Linked DNA regions of Sus scrofa: region 2 is linked to region 1. A link is a contact called in public Hi-C data. All regions are on one chromosome and are shown on one strand. The core of a region is the stretch at or near the end of the contact, and the rest is flanking DNA. Distances in the headings are between cores, read along the strand shown. Region 1 overlaps NAT10 (RNA cytidine acetyltransferase). Region 2 overlaps LOC106509384 (a long non-coding RNA gene).

Evidence for each region. A called contact is a pair of places that touch in the nucleus more often than the background predicts.
Region 2: a Hi-C map of alveolar macrophages shows a contact between it and region 1, with 3 times the contacts expected there. The contact joins two enhancer-like sites. A contact is called at or near these places in 1 of 5 promoter capture datasets (fetal liver) and 5 of 47 Hi-C or Micro-C datasets (alveolar macrophages, blood, embryonic fibroblasts and 1 more).

The regions. Positions count from the first base shown.
Region 1 is chr2:26,803,598-26,809,235 of Sscrofa11.1, reverse strand. It overlaps NAT10 (RNA cytidine acetyltransferase), which reads left to right. Exons shown (of 29, transcript XM_003122875.5): 12 at 2,397-2,533. Among named protein-coding and RNA genes, the nearest start is that of NAT10, 21 kb to the left of the region's middle. Within about 2 kb of position 1,870, at least 1 of the 83 cell types and tissues checked has an H3K27ac peak or open chromatin away from gene starts, as enhancers often do. A contact at or near this core is called in alveolar macrophages, where this site is marked.
Region 2 is chr2:26,924,358-26,929,966 of Sscrofa11.1, reverse strand. It overlaps LOC106509384 (a long non-coding RNA gene), which reads left to right. Exons shown (of 6, transcript XR_002341524.1): 4 at 241-429; 5 at 1,145-1,262; 6 at 2,565-3,397. Among named protein-coding and RNA genes, the nearest start is that of CAPRIN1, 52 kb to the right of the region's middle. Within about 2 kb of position 2,001, at least 3 of the 83 cell types and tissues checked have an H3K27ac peak or open chromatin away from gene starts, as enhancers often do. A contact at or near this core is called in alveolar macrophages, where this site is marked.

The DNA.
Region 1 (5,638 bases), core at 621-3,120:
ATCTCGTGTTGCTGTGGCCCTAGCCTGGGAACCTCCATATGCCATGGGTATGGCCCTAAAAACATTAAAAAAAAAAAAAACAAAAAAACAAAAAAAACCCTTTTTTGTAATGAAGTACTTATAAACTGCAGGAAAGCACAGAGACCAGTATAAAATAACACTCAAATGCCCAGACCTCAGGCTTAAGAAACGCTGATGTCTCGCTGTTTGCTGTGTTTGTTTCATATTTTCCGAGGGTGGGGGGATTTTCATCTTTTTTTTTTTTTTTTTTTTTTTTAAGGCTGCACTCGCTGCATATGGAAGTTCCCAAGCTAGGGGTCAAATTGGAGCTACAGCTGCTGGCCTACACCACAGCCACAGCAACCCAGGATCCGAGCTGAGTTTGCAACCGATATACCACAGCTCACAGCAACACTGGATCCTTAACCCACCGAACCCACAACCTTATGGTTCCTAGTCGGATTCATTTCTGCTGCACCACGATGGGAACTCCTGTTTCATATTTTAAAAAGCCGTTTATATTTTTGTTGTAAAAATCTGAAACCTCGCAGGCACAGTTGAAGTTCCTCTTGTACCCTTCCCCAGCCATTCCCTTCTGTCCGTCCGCACAGCAAACTCCTCTCTGAGAATGGTGTGTTTGCTTTCAATTCACCTGTTTCTGTTTCATTACATGATTATGAAACCATCGATGTTAACGTACTATACTTGTCCTTTTTGAGCCTGTCTTTGTTCACTCAACATTTGTTCTCAGGATTTGTCCAGATTGAAGTGTATAGGTCTGGTTGACTCGTTTTTAAGCACTGTTTGAAGTACATTACAATTTATTTATGTTTCAAGAATTGGAATTGTTAGGTTTTAGGGTTTGTGTAGATTTCCAGCTTTCTTGGATTTTTTCCAAATTCTCCTTTAAAGTGTTTGTACAGATTTACTTTCACCTCAATCCTTTCTCAGGTTTTTATATCCCCCCCATCCTATGAACACTGGCTGTTTTACTGCTGTTTAAGTGTTGCTTGTCTGCGTGTGAAATGAGATCTCCTTATTGTCTTCATTTTGCGCTGATTACCAGTGAGGTTGAGTACCTTTATGGTAATCGGCTGTTTAGGTTTCCTTTTCTGTAAAATACCTTTTCATGGCCTTTTGCAAAGTTTCAAAATAGCAGGAACCTCTAAAGAAACTGAAAGCATTGTTTGTATGCCAGCTCTTTGGCCTAAGGGTGCCAAGCTAGCTCATGGCAAGTTTGTGACATTAGATGGCCAAGCTAGAGAGTTCCCGTCGTGGCTAAGTGGTTAACGAATTTGACTAGCATCCATGAGCACAGAGGTTCGATCCCTGTCCTTGCTCAGTGGGTTAAGGATCTGGCATTGCTGTGAGCTGTAGTGTAGGTGGAAGACTCAGCTTGGATCCTTTGTTGCTGTGCCTGGGCGTTGCTACAGCTCTGATTCGACCCCTAGCCTGGGAACCTCCACATGCCTAAAGTGCGGCCCTAAAAAGCAAAAAAAAAAAAAAAAAGATGGACAAGCTAATAACATAAATAAGGACGTGTGAGCTTTGAGAAGGGAATAAGTTTACTTATTTATTTGCTTTTTAGGGCCTCACCCATGGCATTTGAAAATTTCCAGGCTAGGGGTCTAATTGGAGCTCCAGCTGCTGGCCTACGCCGCAGCCACAGCAACATGGGTTCCGCATTTGCGACCTACACCGCAGCTTTCAACCACTGAGTGAGGCCAGGGATTGAATCCGAAGCCTCATGGGTACTGGTCAGGTTCATTATTGCCGAGCCACAACAGGAACTCCCAAGAAGGGAACAAGTGTTAGAAGTGTCCCCACCAGCAGTGTGGGGGTGGGGGGGGGTGTGTCTTGACCTTTGTACTGACAGTGTCAGAGCAGCACACACAGTACCCAGCATGTAGGGGATGCTTGAGAACCCTGACTTCTTCCTCTTTAGCCATTGCTGGGGCCAAGCTTGCCTCTGGCCCCCTGGCCAGAATGAGGCTGGGGAGAAGCATGAGAAGACGAGAGAGGAGAGAAAGGGAAGGGAGGCACCACGTGTCAACTGCTGTGTCCCGGGTGGGGCATTTTTACAGATTTACCTGATTTTTTTTTTTTTTCCTCAAGCAGCCATCAGGTATTTCCTCCATTTTCCGGAGAGGAATCTGAGGCTCTGAGATGATGTGACCTACCCGGGGTCACACAGTCATTGGTGAAACCGTTTGGACCCAGGTGTCTGACTCTAAGCCCATGCCAACTTTGCACAGGCAGGGAAAAGTGGAAAGGAGGAGTGAGAGAAAGAAGAAAAGGGAGAGAGAGAGAAGAGAGACCTCTCTGTCAACACATTGGTGATCGCAGCTGTGCCAGTAGCTGGCCAAGCTAATGATACAAACGTTTCTTTCCCGCAGTATATACATCCTGCCGATGCTGTGAAACTGGGCCAGGCCGAACTTGTTGTGATTGACGAAGCTGCCGCCATCCCCCTCCCCCTGGTGAAGAACCTCCTGGGCCCCTACCTTGTTTTCATGGCATCCACCATCAACGGGTGAGACACCTCGGGCAGGAGCCGTTGCTCCCGTGCGGGTTGTTCCTGGTTGGATTGTGTTTTAAGGAATATGGCCTGGGCCTGGGTGCTTAGGGCTGATGGCTGAAGCTTGATTCTTTGGGGCTGCTTCACTCTGTCCTTGGCCTTCTGCAAATGGGAGCTGACCCCTTCATAAAAAACTGCAGCTCATTTCTGGTCTGAGCCGCAGCCCACCAGGATGGTCCCCACAAGACTGAAGAATTTCCTAACCCAGTTAAGTGTCTCCTGTCTGTAGGCCTGATCGAGTTCTAAAGAGTACATAGATGGCCGTACCAATGTCTTGTATCTTAGAATTATGTGAAAATATCGTATGAAATAAAGTAACTGTATAATTATCATAAGAAAGCAGACTTATGATTGAAGGGCTTTTTAAAAGATTTTTTAAACATTCAGTTCTTGTTTTCTATAGGAAAGTTCAAAAGGTAAGGTAAACAAAAGGAAAAATTAGAGGTCATCTGACCATCTAGAGACAGCTTCTGTTAGAATTGTGTATATTTTCTGTGCACGTATTTTGCTTTTTCATTTTGAATGAGAACTTAAATAGTTTGCATTTGTTTTAAATCTGCCTTTTTTTTTTTTTTGGTTTTTAGGGCTGCACCTGTGGCATATGGAAGTTCCCAGGCTAGGGGTCGAATCAGAGCTGCTGTTGCTGATTGCGCCATAGCCACGGCAATGCAGGATCTGAGCTGCACCTGTAACCTATACCACAGCTTGCAGCAACGCCAGATCCTTAACCTACTGAGCGAGGCCAGGGATAGAACCCACCTCCTCATGGATACTAGTCAGGTTCATAACCACTGAACCACAAGGAAACTCCTGAATTTGCTTTTTTATGTAAGACCATACTGTGAAATCTTTCTAGGTCAATATATACATATCTTCAATATTGGAAAGCTTTCTATATGGAAGTCACATCTTTAAGAGATAATTTTATATTACAGATTAATTATTGTGACTGTTTTACACTAAAAATCATTAAATAGATTATACTCTTTATGGTTAACAGATTTACTGAGATATAACTCATATAGTAGTTTTCTCATTTAACATGTATAATTCAGTGTTTATTAAGTATACTCAGAGTTGTGCAACCATCACCACAATCAAATTTAGAACATTTTCATTGCCTTGGAAAGAAATCCCATACCCCTTAATTATCATCCTCTAGTTCTTCTCTACCCCCCAGTTCTAGGGAACCACTAATCAACTTTCTCTGTCTATGGATTTGCCTGTTCTGGACACTTCATATAAATGGAGTCAGAATGTGTGTCTTTTGTGACTGCCTTCTTTTACTTACCCTGATGTTTTCAAGGTTCATCCCTGTAGCTTGAATCAGTGCTTTATTCCTTTTTATGGTCAAATAATATTCCATTGTTATGTTTATAAACATTTGTTTTTTCATTCATTCCTTGACGGACATTGGATTGTTTCCGTCGTTAGGCTATTAGGAATAATGCCGCTCTGAACATACATGTACAGTTTTTGTGTGAACATATTTTCCATTTTCTTGGTATACCCAAAAGTGGAATTAGTGGGTCAAGAGGTAACTTTCTGTTAAATTGTTCGAAGAACTGCCAGATTGGTTTCCAAAGCAGCTGCACCATTTTACATTCCCACCAGTAGCGTTGGAGGGTTCCAGTTTTTCTGTGTCCTTGCTAGCATCTATATATCTTTTTTTTTAATATCTTTTTTTGTTTGTTTTGTTTTTGTTTTTTTAGGGCCATATCCTCAGCATATGGAGGGTACCAGGCTAGGGGTCGAATTGGACCTAGAGCTGCCGGCCTACACCAGACCCACAGCAACACGGGATCCGAGCCACATCTGTGACCTACATCACAGCTCACAGCAATGCCAGATCCTTAACCCGCTGAGCGAGGCCAGGGATCGAACCTGTGTCCTCATGGATACTGGTCAGATTCGTTTCTGCTGAGCCACGGTGGGAACTCTTGTCGTTTTGATTATAGCCATCCTAGTGAGTATGAAGTGGTGTCTCATGTGGTAATCCTTTCCATTTCCCGGATGGCTGATGCTGTGGAGGATCTTAGCATGGGCTCACTGGCCGTTGTGACCCCTGCCTCCCCGCTCATTTTTCTAATTGAGTGGTCTTTTTATTACTGAGTTGTAAGTGTTCCTCCAATATTCTAGGTACAAGTCTCGTATGTATATGACTTAGAGAAGTTTTCTCCCATTCTGTGGGTTTTTTCCCATTTTCTTGATAATGTTCTTCGAAGCACAGGTTTTTTTTAGTTTTGCTGCTTGTGCTTACTCTTTTTTTTTTTTTTTTTTTTTTTAAGTCAATGGAATTCCCTTGAGAAAACTTTGCCATGTGGCACAGGCAGGAGGAATAAAACACTTTAAAATTATCAATTTTTGGATCATTGTTTAAAAGTATTATTTGAAATACAACTTTGTAAGTCAACTGTACTCCAATAAAATACAAAAAAATTTTTAAGAGGAAAAAATGTAGTATTTGAGTAAGAGGATGTATTTACACAGTATACTCATTTATAATAATGAGTCCTATGAAACGATGCAGTCCTAAAAGTAAAAGAAAACCATTGAGCAGGAGTTCCCGTCGTGGCGCAGTGGTTAACAAATCCGACTAGGAACCATGAGGTTGCGGGTTCAGTCCCTGCCCTTGCTCAGTGGGTTAACGATCCGGCGTTGCCGTGAGCTGTGGCGTAGGTTGCAGACGTGGCTCGGATTCCGCGTTGCTGTGTCTCTGGCGTAGGCCGGTGGCTACAGCTCTGATTCGACCCCTAGCCTGGGAACCTCCATATGCCCCGGGAGCGGCCCAAGAAATAGCAACAACAACAACAACAAAAGACAAAAAAAAAAAAAGAAAACCATTGAGCAGTCCGCACCTTGTGGTCATGTGGGCATGTGACAAAAGACAGGAGAAAATTCAGTTGAAAAGAGTTGGTTCAGCAATCAGATTATAGATGGTTTCCTCCCCTCCCTCTCCTAATTTTTGGATACTTGCTTTATGTCACCTTTTAAGTGAAAGTAGTCATGAAAATTACTAAATTTGTTTAATCTTGATTTTTCCAAACTGGAAATGTTCTC
Region 2 (5,609 bases), core at 752-3,251, 120 kb before region 1:
CCTGTAAGATCCCACTTTAATTGCCTCTTTTTAAAGGCTCAACCTCCAAGGAGTCACAATCTAAGTTACTAGGGCTTAGGATCTCAAAACATAAATTTGGGGTGGGGCGGAGTGGGGGACCCAATTCAGCCCATGACAAATACAGAAGATAAAACCAAACAGAAATAACATGGGATAGTGGGTCCATAGGCAGCCCGTTCTTGATTTCAGCATTCACTGCAATGCATCCTTTATTCTCAGGTGAATATTATCCATTGAAAATGATGCGCTCTTCCATGGAAGGCAAGCCGACAGTGTGTGTGAGGGGCTTTTGAATCTCTGCTCTGTCACTGACCATGGAGAACTCGGTTGCTTCATGTGGCTTTCTTTCCTGTAAGATGAGGATAACGGTGCCATCTGACTCGTAGGATCATCATGAAGATTAATGAGGTAACCTCCGATCTCATCTTTCTCTGCTGTCATTTGGTATAGATTACCCTTGAAGAGGACAAGTCTTTCTTACTTACCCGAAGTTCCAGGCCCCTGATGTTTAAGCGGAGTGTATTGGCCCCTTCTCACATACAGGGCTCTGGGAAGGTTGAGGGGTGAGTTTGCAGAGTGAGCCCAGGGACCTTCTGGGAGGGAAAAGGCTGGTCCCTTTCCCTATTCCCTGAGAGTAGGGTTTAGGGAGATACATGGACTTGTGAGCAATTCAGAAAAGGATTCAGAAGTAGGAAAAGCCAACAGGTCCAATGTGTTACTGAGTCCAAGCTTGTGCTGCTCGCTGCAGAACAAGGCATTAAATCCGCAGACACGTTGCTGGGGCAAGGAATAGTGACTTTATTCAGAAAGCCAGCAGACCGAGATGGTGGACTAGTGTCCCAAAGAACCATCTTGCCCTGGTTTGGATGTTAGTTTCTTGTATGGGACAGCAGGGGACATCAGGAGGTAAAGCAAAAAAGGCAATAAGTTGTAACTATTTTCTGTTCAAGCCAGACTCCGGAGGGGATGTGTTCATTTCTTCCCGCCTGCAGTCATTCATAGGTGGGCCTGATCGGGAGGTTTCCTGAGAGCCAACAAAGGTATTTTAGCTTAATGCTCAGACATGGGAGGCAGGGTTCCTGGAGAAGGGCCATTATGTATCCCTTTTGTGATTAACTTGCAGCAAAAGCAATAGAATACAAAACTTAAAGAAACAGATCCAGTATGGAGTCAGACTGTTCTTCCCTATTACAAACTGAATCCAGGGACTTACAGCCAGGCTTGGCAATAAACCCAGAAAGGTGAGTGTGAGATGGGGATTCTGGCTCCTTGAAGTGCTTGATGCTGTAATTGGTTCTGCCTGTCCCTCAAGGCCGGTGTATTGTAAGATGAATAACCCTAGAGGCTCAGTTCTTTTAGGAATGACAGGGGGCCTCTCAAATGAGCATCACCTGGAGGCATCTCCTTTCCTTGAAAAACTGCTAGTGAGAAACTGGGTTGGTGAGCTAAGGCCCTGCCTCTGCAGCATCTCACGCAAGGATTGGGCTGCAGGTCAGCTCTGCTGCTGTTATCTTGCAAAGTTACTGAGAATCTGGGTTCCTCCACCATCCCCGAGTAGCTTGGCCTCTGGTGGACATGGCTCCCCAGTGGAGACTAAAAGAGAACTGTGGATGGTTTGGCTGTGAGCCCCTCAGGGCCGTATGGTTCTTCCTGGAAGAATTCCCCCTCCCCTTTCCCTCTGCTGGAGATTCCACTCCAGCAACTGGGGTTATAGCAGGAGCAGAGAACTGGGACCTAATCCTGTGCTTTGGCCACTGCCCACCATGACCAGCTTCTACACATTCAGTGCCCTTATCTGCAGTCCACCCACGGAAATGGGATCAAACCATGTGAGCTTCTTGCTACAAGACACAGGTCATGGCTCCTGGATTCTAGATGCCTAAAGAAAAGGGGGGATGAATCAACCCCTGGGGAGAGGTTGACGGGACTTCTGCACTTCCACCTCTCACCAGCAGGTGGCGCCTCAAACAATGTAATCTGGGACCTGACCCAGAACATTGTACCCAGCAAAAGGGAACCCTCCAGCGCACAGCAAAGACCTTTGGGGGCGGGGGGAGGTACTTCTTATTATGGGAACGATAATTACTCACATGATCTCCCCACCACCACTGCCATTTTGTTTTTACAAAATGGAATGAAGAGAAGGAATTTCTTTCTATTCGCGGAAGAATGCAACTCCCGTCAGGAATATAATTTTTCTTTTCGTCTCATCTGTCTTTTTGTCGGGCCGCTTCCCGGCATATGGAGGTTCCCAGGCTAGGGGTCTAATCCGAGCTGTAGCCACCGGCCTATGCCAGAGCCACAGCAACGTGGGATCCGAGCCGTGTCTGTGACCCACACTACAGCTCAGATCCTTAACCCACTGAGCATGGCATGGCCAGGGATTGAACCTGCACCCTCATGGTTCCTAGTCAGATTCGTTAACAACGGGAACTCCAGGAGTATAATTTTACCTCGACCTTAAAGGATTGACTAGAAGGAATGGAAAGTCCTAAAGTTCCCTCCTCACCTCTCTCACCCATCCTTTCCCTTTCCTCCTCCAGCTTCCATTGCCTACTATCGCTATAACCACAGCAACCTGGCTGGCGGGGAAATATGGAAACTCCAACTCATTCTTCTAGATTCAGGTAAGTCTCCACCTTTTCTGTGAAGCCTTTGTCCATCCTCACTTCAGCTTTGGAGAGGACAACCTCACAGATATGCCGATATGTACACCCTGTGCACACCTGTGTTACCACACTCACTGCGTTGCTTCAGAACTCTGTGTACCCGTGTGTCTCTGTCCCAACCCCATGATCCCTTGAGCATATGTGCACCCCCGTGCTTGGGTTAGAGCCTGGCAACACAGGAGCTGCTCAGGCACTTCCACTCCTGAATGTCAGAAACTTAAGGGAGGAGGGGAGCAGACTGCCCTGGAGCGGCGTGAGAGTGGGTGGGAGACAGGTTGTCCCAGGAGTGGAGTGGAGCCTAAGTAGCCTCAGAGGACAGAAATCATGTCCTCACCCAGGAAAGCTGTGCCTGGCATGCAGGCTGTTCCAGGCAGGAAAGGGAGGTAAAAGGTGGCAGAAAGCAACGGGGCAACAGAGTGGAGGTGAATGGATGGAACAGGGAGGGAGATGTTGACTTTCAGATCAGTGCGCAGCCCTTGAAACTGGACTAGAGTTTCAAGGCTGAGATAGTGAGAAGGAGCTCAAGTCCTATGTTTAAATGGTAATGACTCTAGAGGAGATGCCTGAAGGACTGCAGTTTAGACAGAGAAAAACTCCTGTGCAGAATTCCTCCTTTGGGAGTTCCCATTGTGGCGCAGAGGAAATGAATCCAACTAGGAACCATGAGGTTGGGGGTTTGATCCCTGGCCTTGCTCAGTGGGTTAAGAATCTGGTGTTGCCATGAGCTGTGGTGCTGGCACAGATGCGGCTTGGATCTGGCATTGCTATGGCTGTGGTGTAGGCTGGCAGCTGCAGCTCTGATTAGACCCCCTAGCCTGGGAACCTCCATATGCTGCAGGTGGTGCCCTAAAAAGCCAAAAAAAAAAAAAAAAAATTTCCTCTGTTGACTCAGCGAGGTGGGAAAGGAATCAATCCAGAATAAATACCTTCTAATCACAGTTTCACCCTTTTAAACTGCTGAATTACAGGCATCATCTCACTTAAAAGCAATATGGAGTGATAGCCAAACAGACCTGGTTGCAAACAAATCCCACTTATTAGCTCTGTGAATTTACAGGAGTCACCTCAGGTCTCTGACCTTCCATATGTTCAGTTAATAAACCTTCCTCAAAGGACTGATTTTAAAAAATGTTTTAATAATATATGTAAAGTGTTTAGTCTGACACAGTAGATACTTCATATTAACTCCACACTTTTCTGCGCCAGCCAGGATTGTGTTGCTTTCTGAATCCACTGAAACTGCTCTAAATCGTATCGTGATTTGTGTTTTAAATGGGGCTTGAGTGCTCCGTTCGATTGCACAATCCAGAATCAGTCCAGATGTCCTCTTTCAGGGTCTGCAGAAGACGGCGTGGTTGCTTGCTAGCTTTTGAACTATATTCTTCTTCTGTCTCTCATCTGTTACCTGGGGGATGCAATCTGTGCCATTTTATTTTCCTGTTCTTTCACCTTTGAGTGATGAGGCAATAATCTTTGCTGCAGGAGCATTTACTCAGCCAAGCTATTTCACCAGCCTTTCACTCTCAAATATACTCTTTGTTCCCCCACTGAAAATTGGGCTGTCTTTCATGAACAGAGATGACACCGTGACACTCTTCACCGTCAATGGGCTTTGTTCGTTTTCTTACAATAACAATAGGTGGTGCTGAGCGATCCACAAACTGTTTCATTGGGATCTCAGCCTTATTAGTAAGAAGCATGATTGGAGGACTGAAGCAGGAGGCTGGAAATTTGTGCAATTACAATTCCAACCTTAGCCATAAAACTGTCCCGTATCAAAGGATGGATGGGTGGACATATACACTGAAATTTCAAGTTAGGCGTCTCGAGGATGGCTCTCTTTGTATGATAACCAGCTTCCATGGGGAAGGAGGGAGTGGTCTCCTCTATGTTATATCATTAATCTTCTTTCAGCACATCACCTGTCATTTGTCACTGCTCTATGATAATAATGAGATTCTGTAAACACCATGAAAAACACAAGGCGCATAAGCCATAGGTTTTCAATTTTAAGGCCAAACCAAGGGCAAAACACCCTTTTTATCTGGTTTACAGTTGAGAGATATTTGGAGATAACTCAATAGCACTCTTTGGGCCTTAAAGCTGGGCACAGAAAAATTAGCCACAGGGTAAAATGGTCAGCGTATCCCAGAGAATTCAAGTTTACAGATGTTTCGTTCCCAAATGAAGGTGCCTTCTAGATGGATTTTGCCACCTGTTAGATGTATGACCGTAGGCAATCACCTGACCTCCCTGAACTTCAGTTTTCTTGGCTATAAATTAGGAAAAATAATAATTGAAGAGAAAGAGGATAGTTTACCAAATAAATAAATAAATAAAAGTAGAACTGTGATACTAAACAACAAATAATTGGAAAATAGATAAGTGACTGTAATTAAAATATTTTAAGGTCCTGGAGTTCCCACTGTGGCTCAGCAGGTTAAGAACCTAACATAATGTCTGTGAGGATGCAGGTTTGATTCCTGGCCTTGCTCAGTGGTTTAAGGATCTGGCATCGCTGCAAGCTGCTGTGTAGGTCACAGACAAGGCTCAGATCTAGTGTTGCTGTGGCTGTGGTATAGGCCAGAAGCTGTAGCTCCAATTCAGCCCCTGGCCTGGGAACTTCCATATGCCACGGGTGTGACTATAAAATATATATATATATACATATATATGTATATATATAGAGAGAGAGAGCGATCCTTGTATTGTTTTGAAGAAAAGGCTATTGACTAATTTTCAACATTGTTAAAATAGGTACACCTTTTTTTTTTTTTTTGTCTTTGTCTTTGTTGTTGTTGTTATTGTTGCTATTTCTTGGGCCGCTCCCGCGGCATATGGAGGTTCCCAGGCTAGGGGTTGAATCGGAGCTGTAGCCACCGGCCTACGCCAGAGGCACAGCAACGCGGGATCCGAGCC